Regions from separate parts of the Gossypium hirsutum genome. Here all the other regions are linked to region 1. Evidence: chromatin contacts called from public Hi-C data. All regions are on one chromosome and are shown on one strand. The core of a region is the stretch at or near the end of the contact, and the rest is flanking DNA. Distances in the headings are between cores, read along the strand shown.

The links. Hi-C and Micro-C count contacts between places; a contact is called where the count stands out from the background.
Region 2: a Hi-C map of leaf shows a contact between it and region 1, with 1.8 times the contacts expected there. The contact joins the promoter of LOC107950596 here to the promoter of LOC107950600 in region 1. A contact is called at or near these places in 2 of 34 Hi-C or Micro-C datasets (both in leaf).
Region 3: a contact with region 1 is called in a Hi-C map of leaf, with 2.3 times the contacts expected there. The contact joins the promoter of LOC107950369 here to the promoter of LOC107950600 in region 1. A contact is called at or near these places in 2 of 34 Hi-C or Micro-C datasets (callus and leaf).

What each region holds. Positions count from the first base shown.
Region 1 is chrD03:6,891,640-6,894,339 of Gossypium_hirsutum_v2.1, forward strand. It overlaps LOC107950600 (protein BRASSINOSTEROID INSENSITIVE 1), which reads right to left and starts at 1,261. Exons shown (of 1, transcript XM_016885478.2): 1 at 1-1,261. The coding sequence starts at 991.
Region 2 is chrD03:7,025,595-7,028,294 of Gossypium_hirsutum_v2.1, forward strand. It overlaps LOC107950596, which reads left to right and starts at 1,341. Exons shown (of 3, transcript XM_016885474.2): 1 at 1,341-1,685; 2 at 2,151-2,231. The coding sequence starts at 1,527. LOC107950597 reads left to right here. Exons shown (of 3, transcript XM_016885475.2): 3 at 1-300. The coding sequence ends at 173.
Region 3 is chrD03:6,696,842-6,699,541 of Gossypium_hirsutum_v2.1, forward strand. LOC107950369 reads right to left here and starts at 1,351. Exons shown (of 2, transcript XM_016885209.2): 1 at 793-1,351; 2 at 103-687. The coding sequence starts at 912. The coding sequence ends at 451.

The sequences.
Region 1 (2,700 bases), core at 11-2,510:
GAATCATACCAGAAAGATTGTTTGAAGAAAGATCCAGCTCCACAAGAGTTGCACAAGCTTCAGTCAGATACAGAGGAATCTGTCCTTGAAACTTATTACCGGCTAAATAAAGACGTTCCAATTTGGATATTGGTAAACCTGGAACCCGACCGGAAAACTGGTTGCTAGATAGATTCAAGAAGTTTAAGTTCAGACATGAAGAGATTTCACGACCAATGTCACCGGAAAACTTGTTGGCAGACACATCGAGGTGTTCTAAACTTAAACAGTCACCAAATGAAGGCGTCCCCATTGAGAAATTATTCCAAGAAACGTCCAAAAACTTGAGTTTTTTGCAGTTGGAGACGTTTATGTCACCAGTAATCACGTTTCCCTTCAAAGCCAAGTGCTTCAAGTCATTGCAACCACCGTGAAGAATCCAAGGGACCAAGTTTCCAGCCGACAGCTTGTTGAAAGAAAGATCGAGAACTTCCAAACTTAGCTGCAAACCCCTGGTTTGTTCTTCACCAGAAGACTCGAGTTTGTTGGTTGATAAATTGAGAGACTTCAAATTTGGGCAAGAACCCAAGGTGGAAAGGGTTGAAAGGGGACCAGACAAGGTGTTTTGAGACAGATCCAAACTGGTTAACAAGGAGCTACACTTGGATCCATAAGGGAAAGAAATGTTGCCAGAGATGTTGGCTTTCAACAAAGTAAGGGATTCCAAGTTTTCCAACGCTAAAAGGAAGGCAGCAACAGAGTGAAAATCGGTGCTCAAGGAGGTGTCACTGAGTTCAATAGAGGAAACCTTTGAGTCTTGGCATGTTACACCATTGAAGCTACAAGGGTCTTGTTTAGGTACCCAGCTTTGAAGCAGAGATTGGTCAGGCAAGCTAGCTTTGAAGCTGAGCAGTAACTGAGAATCTTTGCTGTTTAAAGAAGACACCACAAGAACTTCAAAGCAGATAAGAAAGGTGACGGTGAAGGTGAGAAAGACAAATAAAGGTCTCATATTTGTAGGGATGGGTGGAAATTTTGAACTTGTTTATTATAACAATGAAAACAAGAGAAACAAAGAGAGGTGTTTAAGGTATGAGCCTGCCATTAAAGGAGAGAGCTTTGGGCTCTGGTTTTAGTGAAGAGAGAGAGAAAAGTTGGGTTTGTATGTTACTGAAAGAAAGAGAAAAATGGAGTCAAAAGAGGAAGTGAAGAGAGTAAGAAGGGTATTCATCAAAGTGGGGAGGAGTGGAAACTGCTGTTGTTGGCTCACATGCCATGTGACCCTCTACTCTTCTGTTTCTCTTAATTTTTAAATTAAATATTGGTTAATAAATCTTAGTTCTAAATCTAATCAATTTGAATAATGGGTTATAATAATATGTTTGTCTCTCTAGATGGGTGATTAAGTGCTTCACAGTAGAGGTGGGGGTGGAGCAACCCTTAAATCTCCTACTTCAAATAAATCTTCTTTTTGTATGTCTGTTTCTTCATATAAAAAAATACTAATCTTGATTTGGGTCATGTTTATTAGTTTCAACAATGGTTAGGTTTAAGAGTAAGGAATTCAATATTTTTTAACCAAGGCCTTCATTCCAACCTTACAAGTTTTTCACTTCAACTTTTAAATGTTTATTACACTTTTAATGACGGAAACGAATATATACGATTTTCCAAGAATTTTAAATATGTTTTCTTTTCTCTCCTCTTCTTTCAATCTTGAACAGAATTATTGCAATCTCATAATCTGTTGATAATCCCACCAAAAGATTAGTAAAAAAAAAACCAAATTAATATATAAATTACATAAATGCAAATTTTTAAAAAAAATGTCTGGAAGATTTCATATAAACCAAATAAAAATTAGTATTTTTTTTTTGTCTTTTGTGAAAGTAAGTAAGGGAATCAATTTTCTCAATTTCAAACATCTAAAATCTCAGTGATCTAAAAATAAATTGAATTTTTTTATGATCCATTTGATAAAGCTATATATAAGTTTACTGTTCTGTAATTAGATTTTTAACTTAAAAATGAATGGAAATGATATTCCAAGTGATTTCATTCTTTTTTTTATTAAATAAATTTATTTCGAAAAATATGTTATCTTAAACTATTGTTATTACAAATTTCGTTAATATCACTTTATTAACATAATAAATAATTATATGTTACGAGAATTCAGCGTTTATAGTCCTATAAGAAACCTAGATTTCATAATCACCCAACTCACAATTACTCATATTTTTCAACATTTCAATTTCTTATAATATTTTCTAGGTAATTTTATCCTTATAAAAAATTGAAGGTAAAGTATGACGAAGATCTTGTACTAAGAGTTTGATTATATTTTTGCCTCGCTCTATTTAAAAAATGGGTTAATCAGTTCAAAGAGCAAATCCTTTATTTATCAAATTATACTCTTAAAAATTAGCCCTTATATGTTAGCATGAGATACATATGTTATAATCTGGTAGTTTTATCAACCACGCTGTACAAATTGATGAAATTTTTAATAGAAATAATCAAATTACTTTTTGATCTAATATATAAAGATTAATTTCTCTTATTTTTTATAAGAAGGGTAGAATGCTGACTCGTAGAAATTGAAAAGGTTGTATTTTTACAATGATATAAAAAATTATTAAAATTTTAAATTGTAATGATAAAATAACCTAATTTGTTTTTCTTTTTTTTTTTTGGTTACATGTTGGAATTAAGAAACAT
Region 2 (2,700 bases), core at 91-2,590, 130 kb after region 1:
AGCACTACCACTCAGTCCCGGGAGCAAATAACATCAGCTCCTCTACCAATGAACCTCGAAATAATGAAACATACCACACTAACCTACAAAACAGAGAAACTGATTCCCCAAGCACTAACGATTGCATGGACATGCATGCTGATGATAGTCCACACCAAGATTTTCCTTTCTGAAATTTCTATGGTCATTCATTTGCTGCTTTCTGCTTTTTTTCTTGTAAAATATCTTGAAAGGCTAGGAATCTGAAAAGTATCTTGAAATGTATTGCAAGTTCAATGTTAATGTGCTATTGTCATATAATTATATTTGTCTAATAATGGTGGTATTCGCTTGAATGGGGAGACATCTAGTTCTAGCCATCATCCCAATCTAGCAAGAAACAAACAACTGTTGAAAATTCCGGCAATATAGCATTGCTTAGCGTGTTAGGTTTACTAACCTACAATACCTTGTGTTCCAGGCAACCCCTTGCGGATGATGACCAAGCTAAAGTTGTAAAGTACTAATACTAATCCAAAGCAATCAAAGATCCTTTTATGTTTCTTTCAGGAATCCATTTGCATAAACCACTCTTCGTAGTTTCATTAACACATTCTTCTAATGACGAATTCTGGTCAATGTTCTAATATTTAATATAAATTTATAAATTTATTACATACTTTTTTTTATAAAATATACAAAATAAGAAGAAAACCAATTTTTTCGAGTTATTTTATTTTGAGATATAAATATAAAATATTATTTATTATTTTAATATACTTTTTCATATCCAACAGGCTCAATCTTGAGCAAGCATGTTTGAGTTCTCCGAGATTGACCAGACTGGACCTAGGCATTTTATGTAGCTTACAAATTTCAATATATTTTGTTTACCAAGCCCATAACCTATGCTGCTTGTTTGTGTATATGTGTCCAGTAATTAATTAGATAAAAAAAGAAGTTAAATCTATATATGCTTACAGAATATCAATTATTCTTTTTCCTAAAAGTAAAGGGAAAGTTAATTAAATAATATATTTTTCTCCTATTTTTCAACCGTGCAGAAAAAAGATAAATACAATCCTTTTTTTATTTTTCAATAAATATCTATACTGTCTTTAAATACTAGATTAAATTGATGTCATAAATTGACAGAATAGAATATAAAGATTAGATTTCTAAAAAAAATCATATGGATAATTTACATTATTAATTATCTTTTTTTTCAAAAAAATATTATTTCATATAATTTTTATTTTTATTTCAAACGTATATAATAAAAAAAAGAGCGATGAAAGGCGGCCCATAAGGGCCCATGTGATGTAGCTCATATAAAAACTCCCTGCTACTTCTTTCGTAAATCATAATCGTCTCTTTCCAACTCAAAACATCCGCATTTCCTCTCTACCCTAATCTACAATTCTTCTTCGATTTCATGTAAATCTGCATCATTTAAAATTTTTTTTCAGAAAATAAAACCCTCTTTCGCTCTATCGTAGCAGTTTTATTTATTTACTTGTAATTTATTTTCAATTAGAAAATTAAACATGACGAAGAAGAGAAAATCCGACGCCTCGCGCCTTGACGAGGTTGATCGGACCATGTACACCAGTTTTTGCAGCGCTGCAAACTCCCTCTCCCAGCTTTACACCCAGGCTATGAACCACCAACGCCTTTCTTTTCAGGCCGGTGAACGTCACGCGCTGGTTCGCTTCCTATCCCTCTTTGTATCTATTTGCTTAATAATATTTTATTCGTGGTTGATTCCTATGATTTTTTTATGCTTGATTGAATCCGATATTTGTTGTGATAACCAAATACCTAATGAAATCGCTTTATTTTAAATGTTATATCCTTTGTATTATAATATCTAAAATAAACTATGAAATCTCCTTAGTTTAAATCTCACGTGCAACGAACTGTTTGATTTTGCTTTTATGCGCAACAATTATTATGTTGTTAGTTGTTCTGTCAAAAGCAATTAATCATTTGTAATCTTATATGAATTTTCTTTTTAACATTTATGTGAAATGTTGAAGCAATGAAAACTTAATTAATTTGTAAAATGTTAAAATTTCTGTATTATTCCTTGCTGGTTTTGGTGTATGGAATTTGTTTTCATTGTGAAATACCTTCCTCTCTAAGTGTATAGATCTTTTTTCCCTTTGCAGGAGAAACTCTATCAATGGATTCTGAGGCAGCAAGAAGAAGGGTCAAGGGCTACAACTGTTGATATAGTTGCTTATTTGCAGGTATTTTTCATTTCTTGCTTTCCTTAGTTGCCAATTAGCTATTTGCCTCTGCCAATCGCATATGCTTTGAATTGAACTTTGCAACTAAACTGGATAACTATGAAATACTTTGTTGATGCCCTTGGATCCTACATTTTACGGACTATTTTATATGATATGTTAGGCATGTTACTCCATTTAATTCTAGTTCTTTTACTTTGTTGGGTTCAGTCTACGAAAGACAATCTTGAATATCATTCTGGGATAAATTTTTTTATTTGAATGTTTTAAATTATTTTGAAATATTATACTTTTCTCTACATATTTTATAGTATTTTAATATCAACAATCCAGCAAAATATTTTTCAAACGTCTGTATATTAGTAATTAAAGTTTGTTAAATTATTTAAAAGCGTATTCTTTTATGCATATTAATCATATAATTGTTCATACAGCAAGTAAGCCTTCCAAGAGTACCTGGTTTGGAATC
Region 3 (2,700 bases), core at 101-2,600, 190 kb before region 1:
ATTTTTCAAATGCAATGCTTTGGTCCAGTATAGTTGCTTGGATAGTTAGATGGATGAAGGAATAGGCAATAAAGGAAAAAAAATATTATTAAATAAAAACTCTAACATCAATAAATTAATATATATAATCAATTACATTGAGAAACAAATACATACTTTTTCCCCTATATCACACTTACATAAAAATCACCATACATATCCATGATTTTGGGAGGCAGACCCTTTGGTGAACCTCTTCAAGACTCACTTATTAGGAGCAGAATCAATTATTTTTCTTGCACGTATACATAATTCATGATGAATCTATATATATACATGTACATATATATATATGTAATTATAAGATCCTTAAACCTGCCTTGCCTTGTCTTGCCTTGAGCAGCTGTTGACAAGGGGTTTAGTAGTGATTTTCCTTTTATTAAGTCATACACTTGATGAAGATGTGAATCCTTAGCCTTTCCTTGGGTAAAAAGAATTATCATAAGATGGCTGAGAAGCCATTTTTGTAGTGTTATCATGGTGCCTGTTAGACTTCCTGTTGAATGAACTATATCTGCCTTGCCTATGCTTCCTTCTAGGATGTGATGCCTTTGGGATAAAAACTCCAGTGCCTTTGCTTTCTCTTCTGCAGATTTGTTCTTGGAGATATGGAGATTGTGTTATTAGATAATTTGCTGCAGAAAATGTCTGCAAAAAGTTTTGACAGGACAAAAATTTCAATCCATGAAGCTGTGAAGTTAATAATACCAGAAAATCCATGAAAAAGAAACATATGTAGATGGTTATAAAAACCTGGAAGGAAACTGAAGGACATGTTGAAACTGGGTCTTCATCATCCATGATTAGCAAAGAGATTTGCTTGCTCAAGTCTGCAAAAAACAGATCATCTTCAAGCTCAACAGCCACTTCCATGTCTGTCCTCGAAAGCTAGAGAGTCTTATGAGAGTGGGGTTTTTGGCAAGTAACCAAGAAAGGAAATGTTTAGTCTCTCCCGAGCCATGGGGGTTATAAATAAAAGAACAGCTAGAAAAGAGATGGGTGAGTTAAAAGGCAGATAGGAGGAGGGGGGAAGTGCATGTGGGGTGGTGGGGTCTTTTAGTGGCAGTTAGCCAATCTGGCTAAGTCCCCACAAGAATCATGAAGCAGCGTTATGATGTTATCCAGTAGGGGGAAGAAGAGATAAAAGAGTAGCAGCAAGCAAAGCATAGCAAAGGCAAAGAGATAGCCCACACCCAGATATCTAATCCCAAATCATCACTAGCATGCATGGGTGTAACTAGGTCAGCCTCACTTCCTTTATCCTTTTTTACATCTCTAAGGAAACAAGGTATGGCTCAAAATTCATAGTCCAACCCCAATACAAGGGATATACACTACTTGCAAAACCCAATTGAATGAACGCTTGCCCATAACTGGTCTCAACTAGTATCTAGATAGCTAGATACTGCTGTCTTTTGTCATGGTTTAAGCTAAAGGACAGTCAAACTCAGTAACCAGAGGATCTAAGAGCTTTGTTGTAGGGCCATTGCTTTAATTACTTTAGAATTTGAGACTTGTTTTTGTAGAGCTCCACAGAATTTGAGGGGTCGTTTGTCAATGCAACTAGCGTATTTGTAATTTACAGTTTTAAATCATATAAGCCGTGAATTAATTGTGTTCTGATTCTTTGACATTGAGCATTTCATTGTCATCTTCGTTTGAACTTTAACACATAATTTATCTCTAATCCCAACATAAAATAGAAGCAAATCATGCAAAAAAAATTCTTTTGCATTGCGGAACATAATATTCAAGCAGCCAAAGAGGGACTGAATTAAATGCATTAAGATAACCAAGGATATTCAAGTAAAGGGTAAACTACATTATTAGTTACTAAATTATGGGTAAGTTTTCGTTTTTATCACTTAACTAAGAAAAATTACAATCTGATTACTAAACTATTCGAAAGTTTTCATTTAAGTCACTAAACTATTCAAAAGTTTTTATTTTAAGTCATTGAACTATTCAAAAGTTTTTACTTAAGTCACTGGGCTGTTAAGTTTTTTCTTCTTTTAAGCTCCGCTAGTGAGCTCCAACCAACGACGACCAGTACGGTAGATTAGTACCCATCGACGAGTAGAAGAACATATCTCAGATCCAAGTCAATCTAACAGCCAATGTCGGAGATTGTAGAAAAAATTTGTTTAAATTTTGGTTCCTAAATTCATGACGTCTAAAGTTGTTTTATAAAAAAAAAACTAAATTGTAAAAGAGAAGAGAAAAGAAAGCTTTCAATTTATACAGGCAGTGCGAGTAGAGAAAGCCATATAACATCGATTTTAACACTCTAGTGACTTAAACGAAAATTTTTGAATAATTCAATGACCAAATTATAACTTTTTATAATTAAATGACTAAAACCAAAACCTACCTAAAATTTAGTGACTAATAATGTAGTTTACCCTTGTTTAAAATTGTTCATGGTACTGGGCTTGTTTAGTGGTGCTTAAAAAAAGTACTTCTGACTTCAAAAGTACGTACTTTTGGAAGAAAAGCTATGCTAAACAAGCTAATTTTGACTGAAATTTTTAATTTTTCATAAGTGTTTTTCAAAAGCACTTCTAAAAAGAAGAAATTAAAATTTTTAACTTTTTCTCTTCTAAAAGTACTTTTAGTGTTTAATTACTTTTTCACCCCTCCAATAACGTAGTACTTTCCCCT